Regions from separate parts of the Rattus norvegicus genome. Here region 2 is linked to region 1. Evidence: chromatin contacts called from public Hi-C data. All regions are on one chromosome and are shown on one strand. The core of a region is the stretch at or near the end of the contact, and the rest is flanking DNA. Distances in the headings are between cores, read along the strand shown. Region 1 overlaps Arhgap15 (Rho GTPase activating protein 15). Region 2 overlaps LOC134486357 (a long non-coding RNA gene).

What was found. Hi-C and Micro-C count contacts between places; a contact is called where the count stands out from the background.
Region 2: a Hi-C map of frontal cortex shows a contact between it and region 1, with 1.7 times the contacts expected there. The contact joins two enhancer-like sites. A contact is called at or near these places in 2 of 12 Hi-C or Micro-C datasets (Schwann cells and frontal cortex).

Annotation. Positions count from the first base shown.
Region 1 is chr3:48,924,063-48,930,438 of GRCr8, forward strand. All of the region lies in intron 12 of Arhgap15 (Rho GTPase activating protein 15), which reads left to right. Among named protein-coding and RNA genes, the nearest start is that of Arhgap15, 530 kb to the left of the region's middle. Within about 2 kb of position 1,604, at least 27 of the 93 cell types and tissues checked have an H3K27ac peak or open chromatin away from gene starts, as enhancers often do.
Region 2 is chr3:49,165,947-49,171,811 of GRCr8, forward strand. All of the region lies in intron 1 of LOC134486357 (a long non-coding RNA gene), which reads left to right. Among named protein-coding and RNA genes, the nearest start is that of Gtdc1, 400 kb to the right of the region's middle. Within about 2 kb of position 3,070, at least 45 of the 93 cell types and tissues checked have an H3K27ac peak or open chromatin away from gene starts, as enhancers often do.

The sequences.
Region 1 (6,376 bases), core at 354-2,853:
AATCACAACCTGCAAGGGTATTTGCATGTTGCTAATATTCGTCTTGATGGGACTTTTAATATTTGCAAACTAATCCGGAGAGCAAGGTTATACCAATAATTTCTGAAGGCAAAAAAAAACTTTTTTGCATTATTTTCTTTATTATATTCATCAAGAACTTTGAAAAGAACTTTCCATGGGTCAGCTTCCAGGATTCTTATGCTCTTTTGCACGTGCACCTCTCAAAATATTTTTCAGAAGCACTGGCATCTCAGAAACACTATGGGAAAAGAGGTAGAGAAATGCCACGCCTCTGTACTCAGTCCGGTGTTTTATGAATACTCGATTGAATTTGCTAGAATCGTTATCCACCCCAAACAAGCAAGGTAAACCACCCCCTCCCTCCTCAGCTACCACCTCTGGGTGATAAACAAAGGTATCCACTGAAGAGAGATCAAAGGCTACACTTCCCTTTCTTCAGCTTGACCCCAGTTCAAACAGGATAACAGTGTTTCTGTCTTTTTGCTTGTTTTAGTTATTATTTTTATATTAGCCAAAAAACCTCAGCTGATCTTATAGCAAGTCTGCACAGTCTGGATGGGCAGAAATGGGATGGATCATCTCATCTCAACAAAGACAAAAAAAAAAGAAATGTCTTGACAGCTCAATATCCTTATTAGGGTTGCAGGGTCCCGTGGGCCACTGCAATACAGTGTCACACAAGAGGCAAACTTCTGAACTTGCTGCCCTGAGACCTTCCCTTAATCTTTTACTGTGGAATGAAAGATCAAAAACCCCAAGCAGTTTTAAAAATATGCAGCTAATGTCACGCAGTTAAACTGATGTAGCATGCATGTTGTTTTGCAAACTAACAGGTTAAATATGGCTTTGCTTTAAGATTCCCATCAAATTTCGTTTTTATAGAGAAATTTCTGAAAGCAGAAGGGGTTGAGGGAGGGTGAGGTAAAAAGAAATAAATCATTGTAGTCTCAGGAACAGTAATCCTTGTTGAGGATTTTGGCTGATTGATATAAATAACATCGTCCCCGCCATCTGTCCGAAGAGGGACCTTTCCAGTCCGTGTTAAGCTGCAACGGCAGAATAATTAATGAATGGTGTCCTTTGTGCTGGTAATAAAGACAAGACAAATTATGTTATAATCCAACTGCTGCTCATTTGTCACAGCCAAATAAAATGTCAAATAAAAGTGAGGGGGCACTGTGTTTGTTTAACGGACGGCATGCTACCTGTTTCTATTGTTGACAGACAACCAGAGTGCAAGTTTTGAACGTTACGGACTAGGAAAACCTCTGAACTCAAATCGCATTTCCTTGAGAGCTGGGGTGGGAATCTAGCGAGATTCGGGGGGGGGGGGGTTGGGGGGGGGAGCCTGGCAGAGAAACACTGAAGTAAGTTTTAATTAGAGAGCTGTAATGCCACCCGCTCCTCTGAGTAAGTCGGTTTGCGATTGCAGCGCAAAAGCTCTGCCTGCAAAGTGCAAGTTCAAAACACAGCTGAGCTATTTGCAAATCTGCAAGAATTCGGGAGGGCTCTCGTCTTGCATTTTCAGGATAGACACATTCATCCAGTTGCTGGGAAAGCCAAATAATGAAAACGGAGCCGGGATTTAGCAAGTCCCGCTGGGAATTACCTATGACGGAGGGCAGGGCTGCACCTCCTCAGAACATGCTCCTGCTGTAAAGATTCACAGACCTGGCATTCAGACAGGCATCTGTCGCTTGCTCTAATGCCAGTTCATAGTATACATACAAACATCTGCTTCCGTGCACAAAGGGATACAGAGCGCTTGACAGGTCTGTGTTAGCCTGCTTCGCAATGCCAGTTCTTTATGCAAAAACCCTAATGCTTCCCGGCAAGCCATTAGAAGTGATACAATCAGCCCAGGCCCCATTAAGCCATCAGTGTCCACCTGTGATAAAGATGGCCATTTGTTTTCTTAAAGCCCACTTAATGTCTGCTTAACTCAATTTGTCAGGAAATGTAGAACAATTTCCTCACAGTCTGAAATTTGGTAGTGGTTCAAGTCAAAGGCCAGGTCTCGTCCTATTCAAATGATGGAATAAACAGTCTTCACGTTTGAATCTCCCTGAGGAACCACTGTTTACTTTTTCTGAAAAATATGTTGCTGGAAAGGGAAAACATTTGCATCCCTTTACCATTTTTTTTCCTGAAGTCCTGGAATATATCTAGCAGGGAAGAGGGCTGTGACTGGATTATCTTAAAAAGACAACAACAACATAATTTTATTTTCTTTCTTAATTCAGCCAAAAATTGGTTTTAGGAGAAGAGGCTTTGCGAAATGTCACAGAATTGATCACTTTGCTGTCTTTAAAATATCCCATTGTCATATGCACTAACTTACTACTTGGTTTACTTCTGCTTAGAACATTTCCGAATTGCTTCCATTTAGAGCCATTTGTTGGAAATTGGTCTTGTCTTTTATACCCTTTAGCACAGAAATTTTTAAGCTATTTTCGAAAAACAGAAAAGTTCTTAGGAACTTACGTTAATCAAATATGGGAGCTTATGTTGCTTCTGCTCCAAATCACTTTTAGCCACATGGCCGTTGAAGGCTCAGAGTGTATTTCTATGGCTAACCAACAGGGGGCACCCTTAAGTATTTCAGCTATAGCGGGGCCCTAGCCCAGTAGACTTGTGCCCCGTGCAAAATAAACATCAATTTTGACCAACATTTAATCAAATATTTATTGCCTATCCAACAACCTCTACATTCTAAGGTTTGACTTTCGGATCCTTGTATTTCTGCTTAGTGTACAGAAGAGCTGGCTACTGGTTACTAAAGCATCTCTCTGATCATGGCTGTGTGTGAGATCCGCTAAACAACGAAATCAATTAATTACCTGGCTGATTTGGTCAACGAATATCTATCGTGTTCTGAAAACTGAGGCAAATTGAGGTTTAAGTATGTACAGTAGCTGAATAACTGCCTCCTTTTTAATTTTACAAGGAAAAAAGAGCCTTAATAGGTATGTTTTCCAAAGAGAAGAGAAATCAAGGCTGAACGGTGGTGAATTCTGTGCTTGCAAACAAGAAAGCAGCTGCCTATTTTTTCCAGCCTGGCAGTCTATCAACAGCTTCGCCTCTGTGCAGTGCAGTGGTATTGTACGCACATGGCGTAGGGAGTCCATGTTGCACTATTCTAAGGTGCAGCCTAGAAGACAGTAGAGCACCCTAAGAACTGAGATGATGGGGGAGGAGCTAGAAATTAGAATACAAAACCAGAACACATGTTCCACGACACAGTGCAGGGTCTCTGCTCCTTCGGATTGCAAACATACAGTCCTCTGGGTTTCCTGCACTTGCTCAACAAAAGCCTCTCCACCCAATATATTCAACCAGGAGGAAAAAAAATGGCTAGTACAAACACGTTCTACTCAGTTCTGGAACACAATTACCAAAAGGTCAACAGCACCACCAACTCCTAAAGGAATGTCATAGAAAAAAAGGCATGTGAGTTTTCCAAAAATGGTCTGACCTATGTAAGGAGCTTAGTTATTTTTGCAAAATCAACTAAACAAAAGATTCTCATATTGTAAACACCAAGCCTTAATTTTATTGTCATAAACCCATACTGCCATAAAAATAGGAAAATACATCAAAAATTTAAAAATACATATTATTTATTCAACTAATACTTGTGTATATTTCTTACGAAGCTTTCAACTTACATGTTTAGGTGAGTTATAATTATATCATACCTAAACTATTGTACAAACTCATCTTAAATTGAATTTTTTTTACAGATCTTAAATAGCAATTAAAATTAACTTAAAATCTACTTAAAACACAGAGACTATGAAAATGACTCCCAATTTTATGGTGATTTAGAGCTATTTCCTTCTGACCCATCCATACTACATTTGTGTTGGGGATACACATTCATAATTATAAAATCAATGATATACAAAATTCCACATAATGCCTACTGTTTCTTCATCTTCCCTTCTTCATTACTTTAACTACTTTTTCGCTACATTTCTTCAAAACAATTGTTACAGGAACACATGCTTACTGTGGATTCTTAGCAACAGATGTCAACATGTCTGTAACAGTTTTGTTTTACCAGAGGAAGAAGAAACAGACACAGTCTCCTTCCAGCACAATGCCTCAGTAGAACTTTGTTACTAAACTCCAGGATGAACAGCACCCGTCATTGTTTTGAAAAGTGGCTGCCCATCTCCAGCCCCTTCCTCTCAATGGTGTTGCAGAAACTGTTGAGCATTCCTGTTGAGCAAAACAGAAGCAGAAGTGCAATAAGGCAAATGTTTTCCTGGGTTTGGGATCCAAACTCAGTAGATACTTAGTTTTCCCTGTAAGGTCTCTATTCTTGAGGTGTAAATTCAAACCCTTCAGTGGGCAAGTAAGTTTCAAGTCACTTTCAAGAAAGATGTGATATTATTCATCTTGCATAGATGAGAATACCCCTCTAATGACTTAGCAAACAAATGACAATTTGTTGATATACTCGATTTGTTTGAGAATGTAGATAATTTGGGCCACACAAAAGTTCCCTTCTAAACTCATTAGTTATTGCTTTGGGGTTTTTGTTGTTGTTGTTGGTGGTGGTGGTGGTGGTTGGTTGGTTTTTTTGTGGTTTTTTTTTTGGTGTTTTTGTTCTGTTTTGTTTTGTTGGATTTGGTGAGGAAAGTCTTAGGAAAGCCTATGAGTTGATTTATTTAGTCCTGTTTTGAGTTCAATGTTTGTAAGGAAATGCGTTACACTCATCATTTAAAAGTTTTACCAAAATCTCTCTCAATAGTGTATCTATGCAGTTATCAGTTATATTGTGTTCAAACCTGTCACCTTTAATACTCCAGAAGGATTTTTCGCCCTTATTCCCAGGCATTGTCTTCAATTCATCTTTGATCATTACACGTAGATTTCTGTTAGTCTTTCAAATGTTATGATTTTCCCAGAGCATTTATGTACATATAAATCAGCTAGCTCTCTGACATCTGACGTGTCCTCTTCATTGCTATCTATGCTTCCACATTCTAGGGAAAGTTCTCTTGTTTGTGGTCCACACCACTGACTTAACTTTCTACCGTAACAATCTGGCTTTTAATGGGATTTAATTTTTACTTTACCCTGGTCCTTCCTCAGCTTTGAGGATCTTTTCATCATACCGTGCCCCCCTCTTATATCTGTGAGCTTTCAGTGCATCACATTTCATAAAATCCAATGGATACTGAACTGCCCAATTGTCTTGTGGTCGTTGTGAAACTTCTAGACTGCTCTGGACACTCTGCTTTTATCTGAACTACTGTTTTCTCATATGTGTTGAAGACTCTGTGCTCACCTCAAAAGGTAGAAATGGATCCAGTACTTTATGTCTGTTTCCTTTAACCTTCTGCTTCTTTTCTAGTCTGGGACTTTTTATCCTGGTGAGTCAAGCGACAAAGCTGTGGTCCTGGTTCTCACAATTCTCAAAGGGTCCCACTCTGCCCGTGATGTTCTGGCACTCTGAGAGGTGACCTGCTTGCATTCTTTGAACTCTGAGAATTGAACCCTAGCAGTATTTTATGAGTCCCCACCAGTCTCCACCCTATGCATCTTGTGAGGGACAATGTCTGTGGTAGTGTGTGCAGTTAACAAGGGGTAACCTCTCCATCTTCCTTTTATAGTGTTATGAATATTTCATGGATGTTGCTATCTCTGAATTACCCCAGGTTAAAAAAAAAATCCTGCTCTGTAGTTCAAAGGGAAGAGAAGAGGACAAGAGAAAAAAAATAACAACAAATACCATTTCCTGTCTGAGGAAGAGATTACATAAATAATCCTGATTAGCATACTTCTGAAGGTTTAGGTCTATAATAAGATAGTTGAAGAAGTTTGGGAAGTTTCTGTCTGCATTCTGGATGGTGGGCTCAACCAGTCAGAAACCCAGGTAGTCCCAACACCAACACTTACCAGATCTCACATATCTTCCCATAAACCGGTCTCAAGTTCTATTACTGTACTGACTGTCAGTCTCTGTTTGACTTACTTTGAGAGGCAAAGTTTGTCACTAAGCATCTTGAGTGGCAAGTCCCAAGAGGTTTAGGTGTGCCAGCCAGGTGCCATTTCAAACCAAAAGTCATCCTTTGTATCAGTTCCTCACTGAGGGTATCACACTGAAAGTTGACATTCAAATGCTCAGTTTGTGGCCTGTGCTCTGGGCTTCTCCTTCACTCTGTGCCTTTACCTAGAAGTGCCGATCCCCCTGAAAGGGAGCATGGTACACTGTAGCCATTTTAGACCTGCATTTGCCCCTTTGTGCTTCTAAGAGGAGACTTTGGATCACCAAGTGTGAATCTGTCCATTATAATGATGACTTCCAGATTTCTATTTTTCCATTTGGGAGATTTTTTTTTCT
Region 2 (5,865 bases), core at 1,820-4,319, 240 kb after region 1:
GATATATATATATATATATATATATATATATATATATATATATATATATATATATGTCGGTTTGTTTTCTCAGGTAAAGTATTCTCACTGTTCTTGCTAGGTAATCTATGTTGGCATAATTTTCAATTAAGCTGCTGAAACTCAAGTGTTTGAGAGAGCAGATACTATTGAAGAGCACAAAGACAGGGCTTTACAGCACTGAACTCTCAGAGAGAAGTAAAGCATCCGGAATGTGCCGAGTTGATGGGAGCTCGCTGTCAAGCCTCTGCACAGGCTGAACGCATCAAGACTCAGCCCCTTACTGTGAAAACCAAACAAGCCACTATCATCCACTAAGGGCGTTTTTAAAAAAAATCGCATTCCTCAAAACCTCTTCAAGACAGCTGTCTCCATCTTTGATTCTCCCTTGGTGGTGGCGGTGCTGTTGGGGCAGCATAGGGGAGACGCTTGGTGTGAGGCCCTATAATCACCTTTGAACGTCAAAACTAGTGCTGCCTGTAGCAGAAGGCTACCAGGTTCTCTCATCTCTCAAGTTTGCACAGAGTTCTTAACTAAAACAAGTTGAGCTTGTAACTTACAAAAACAAAACCAAAACAAAGAAACCAACCAACCAAAAGAACCCTTGATCTTATAATCTAAGAAAGTGTACTCCTTTGTTACAGAGTATGTAATTAGATACATTTGAAATAAAAGGTACGTTAAATAGAAGTTTCATAGACAGGAAAATGCTACTTTAAAACAGGCAGTGTCAAATGCTGTTTTTCAACTGACTACCAAAGGGTGTTTCACAGGTGACTTCTCAGGGCTGATGTTAGCTAATTATTAGCTACCACTCCCTGCCTCCCATTCTAAGTGACTATCTCCTGGCAGAAAGACACAGCCAGGAGCTTTTTGTTTCATTTGTCCTTGGGGTTTTTTATCAGCATAAAGAATGTGGACTGAGCCAAAGTTAGAATAATTCTGCAGCTAAGCAAAAGAGCCCCGTTTAACAGCCCCATTAATTGGAGGCTGTTCCATGATTAATTTGAGGGAAACAGAAGACAGTGATTTCTTTACAACTCACAGTTGGATGTAACATACTCAAAGTAATCCTGTAAATTACATTTTAAATCTTCAACATATTCCGAGCAGATAAAATAGTGGCATGATTGACCAAACTCCTTTTAAAAGTACACATATTACGATGCATCAAAGTTATAAACAGATGGTATTTGGCCTCCTTCCTATTCTCAACATTTGGAATTTCTAAACTATGTGAATTAAACAATAATATTTTATAAACATACAAGGGATTTTGCTCACTGCTTTGTTAACATAGAAATTATACAATGCTGACATTTATTTAAATTTTAAAAAGAAAACAACAGTGTGCATGGAAATAAAGCAAACTAAAATCAACAGAGAAACAGGCTCTGCGTGCTTACCACCTACAGTGGCACTGGCCTGGTGAAGGGAAGGCATAATGGGTTGAAGAACAAATTGTAGCTTAGCAGGCCTAATCCTTAGCACTCCAAAGGCTCATTTAACACCTCTCTGTAAACAACGGATATTTATTCCATAATTGGCTATTTGACCATCAGTGTTCATTTACTATGTAACCTGCTATTATGGAGTTAAAAGAAGTTCCCCTTCATTGGCTTGACAGCTTTCATAGTAGTGAAAGTGTCTTTCAGTTTTAAACACACACACACACACACACACACACACACTTCACACTTTTCTCTGGTGACATTGTGGTCAGAGAGAAAAGGGAATGTATCAGATCTCAATTTCATTCCCAGAGATGTTTTTCTAAATAATAGTTTTAACCCTTTCTCCCGTTTGGAAGGGCAACATGTCTGTTGTTCTGTACAAAATAGAAGGTGCTTCCTTTCCAAACACTATTCTGAGCTTTGCAAAGTTTGCTGTGAGGCATCAGTAAGGAACCAGCTCCTTCAGTCCCTTTTGGATCCCGAAAGCCCCATCATTGCTCTCTCTTTATTGTCCCCTCTAAGTATACTCACCACATTCTCGGGCAGCTCTCCTGGGATAGGCTCTGATAGGCCACCCTCTTTCGGACTCTTTTGTGTGTAGGGATGGAATATGGATTTTCCTCACGTTTGGACAATCTACTCAGATCTTGCATCTACAATTCGAGGAGTATTTCAAATCCTCTGGAGGAAAACGTTTCGTGATGTCAGAGAACGTCACCAGCACTCTGGGTTAACTGGGTAACCTTTGGGGTCCAGCTGAACTTCACTTTTGCATGCAACCTATTTTTTGGTGAAAAAGAGGGAGGCTAACATAGACTTCAACTATATACGATGTAATTAATGCTACATGGGATAGGAAGGGAAAGGCCACTGTTGGTACCGGGGAATGGGAACCCTTTTTTCCTTCACACGTGTTTCTTTCTTTACACGTACACACTTGAATAGGTAATAATATGAGGCACTTGTGTGGAAATGCTTTTTAAGCAATTAGAAGTTTGAAAATACAAAACAATTTTCCCACCTCTCCCAAACTTAGAGCAAGTGAAAGACAAATTGACGAGCTGCTTCTAAAGACTTTCTGCCCAAAAGAATCGCTTTAAATACTCCGTGCCCCTACCCTCCTATAAACAACCCGCGTGGTTAGGCAGGGAAACAGTTTATAATCTCTGGTATAGGAATGGTCTACATGGGAGAAAAAAAATCAACAACCAGAAAATCAACCCAACAACATTCGTTCTGGGCATGTGATTTAAATCAGAGTCTGTCAAGGCCAGCGTGGAGAGGAGTGTTTGAAATCCTATAGCCCGTGATCTTTGCTGTAGTCCCGGTGCCCATTGCACATCTCTACTGGGGTTTGCATTGGCCAAACTTAAAACAACTGTGCCTGTGTGTGTGTGTGTGTGTGTGTGTGTGTGTGTGTGTGTGTGTGTGTGTGTGTGTGTTCGCGCGCGCGCGCGTGTGCGCGTAAGAAGCAGCAGTTCTTGTCTGCCCCGTGCATCTTCTGTTCACGCGCCAAGGGCTGAGCGTAGCCACCTCAGAACCCGGTCCCCAGCGCAGTGCCGGTGAGCAGGCAGGGATGCTGAAGCCGGAGTCGGCGTAACGCGGGGTACCCTGGACTCGCGACTCCGCGGGCTCCAGAGGCTGCGGCGCCCGGCCCTGCGCTTGCGAGGGCGCGAGGAAACTCTTCGGTGTCCTGCCTTTGAGCGCCAAGGCGACGCTTGCCCTAGTCCTTTTGCGCCGAGCTGAGCGAGCTGTCAAGGGCAGAAGCCATCTGATCCTCGGGGATGCTCTGCTACCAGCGACCCCAGGCCCGTACAGCACAGAGGACCGCGGCAGTGCTCCATCAGTACTCTCTGGCCGGGCATCCCGCGACGCGGCCAGGAAAGTCCCAGACTGCAGCAAGGGTCAGACCCCACCGAGGGTAGAGAATTGGTGCTGGGCGGGAGGGAAGACCGAGGTGGCAAGCCCCAGACAAGGGATCCTTAATTACAGATAAAAGTCACACAAAACCGTACGCTACATTTTCCACGTGTCAGCTGCTGGCCGCGACAAAAAGAAACAGAACACGAAGGGGGGTGGTCCCCATTTATAATGTGTGCAATGTAAAATGCATGAGGTAGTGACTATGGGTAGGTGGTGCCTGGGGCCACATCGCAGCTGCACATTCGGTGGTGTAGGAGGACAGTTTGCTGATGCACCCAGAGGTCTGAGGAACCTCTTACAGAAAAAGACTATAAATACTCTGCTCCAGCATGTTCTGCTGCTTTAAAACTTCATTATTCATACATTTTTAAGTTCTAAAATTTGGTGCTTAAAGTGTTGCAATTTATCTTCAGTAATATCTTTACAACACACACACACACACACACACACACACACACACACACACACACACACACCCCAGATTTTATTTTGCAGTTCCGTAGCTTCCATTTTATTGGCTTGGTACCGCCTACTAGAAATATAGGGGCAAAGCCAACAGAATGAAATCTAGGGAAAGCAGCAGTAAGCACAACAGTTCTCTGTGCCTCTCTGGATCAACTGGAAAAAGGATACTCTTGCTTCTTTTCCTTTTAATTAGTCACGATCCCCCAAACGATCTCCACCCTGCCCCTGGGCTTTAAGATAGAGGTCACTCAGCTATGTCCTGAGTTCTGCAAAGAAGGTACTTGTGCAAGACTCCCTGGCTCAGCGTCATTACAAACCTCTAGTCCTTCTTCCTGACTGCCAATCGGAAAATACACTAAAAAAGGCTAAATGACCTCTGAAATCATACCACCAACCTGGGTTCCCTTTTGGATTTTCTGGCACTGCTGTATCAGTTCAGAAGCACAGGGGTTGGTCTGCCCGCACATCACCAGCTACACCGAAGGCAATAAGGCCACACAACCCTTAGTCATTTTACCAACCTCTCCCCCTCACAGGAGTAGCTCTCTTTTCAACTGTATTTTCCTCCAACAACACTATTTTTTTTCCCTACAGTACTTTAGGAAAAAAAAATTCCAAATGGTTTTTCATGTGGCTCCAGTTAAGTGATTTGCCCACACCCCAAATCATACCATTTGCATTCAAGATTAAGAGCTGCATATCAGTGACTCTTAAATACCTTCTGATGCATCATTTCAATTTAAATGATCCTGACATTATTGGGCAGGCAAATGCCTGAACCAAGATGTATGTGGACTGGCTGCAGCCAGAAGACAGTCCTGCAGTTGGACAGTTGAAGTCAGAGAGACATCTTTTTCACTTTCCACAAACAGTCTAGGAGATTAACAGATCACACAAGATTTTGTCCCTTCCCTACTTTCGGACGAAGCTTTAGGTGAATGCTACAGAACCTCTCTAGCATCCATTGCTGCAAAGCTAGCCACACCCTCTGCACATTCAGGCTTTATTTCTCAGAAAAGCAAGGTAAAAGCACATTGGGAGACTGCGTTTTTACAGCTCTCCCTTGTGTGCATCGTCCCATTGCCCTTGATTTAGACGAGTTGCTAATTCTTACCACCCACTGATGAGTGGGGCAGGCTTCAGTTTATATTAACAAATGATGCTCACGAATAGGTTTCTAGATGCCAGAGTAAAGATTTCTTCATTGTTTAATGGGTGGAGAAAGGAGAACGGCAATAAAACCGGCTCTTAAGTCACTCGGAATCCAGCTTCACACATCGAGAGGATTTCTGTTTCTGTTTTGAATGGACTTCTTATTTCTCTTTAAGTTCTCATTTTTTTTTTTAATACTCAACTTTGTGCATGGCTTCAAACTCAGTTTTCTTTCCTAGTTTTAAGTGTTTATAACTGTCCATATTTACCCCCTCCTCCCCTGAAGAATTTCACAATAAATCCCTGCACCAAATAAATTAAAATCAGCAACTTCAGACACTCAAGGAAGAGACATTAATCCACTTAGTAAAATACCCAGAACTCCCCCTCTCAATTTCAGCCCTTTTTAATGTAACGTTAGTAATTGCAGCTGGCTCCTTACGCTTCCAACCCTCCCTTCTATTCTGAATCATATTGGCCTTGTTTAACCTTCATTTCCTCTCCTACCCCCCACATTTGTCCACATACTTTTCTTTGACCGGGATTCTTTCTCTCTGCTGCCTGGATTGAAGGCAAAAAGAATGGAGCTAGGAGCTTAGTCCTTTCTGGTAAATTCTTGTCCTATGTCTCCGCTCCACTATTAGTGCTTTGTAAGTTTTAGACATCCTCCGGCTATTTAGTTACTGCTCTGCATTCCCTTGATTGATCACTAAGTTCTTTGGGTTTTTTCAGAACTGCTCCATAATCCTGAAGCAACAGCCTTTTCTTGGCATGTTCTTTGGAATGTCTTTCCTGGCAAGGACAGGCATTTTGGTTTGACTGCAATTCTTAAGTTCAATTCAAAGCTAATTTG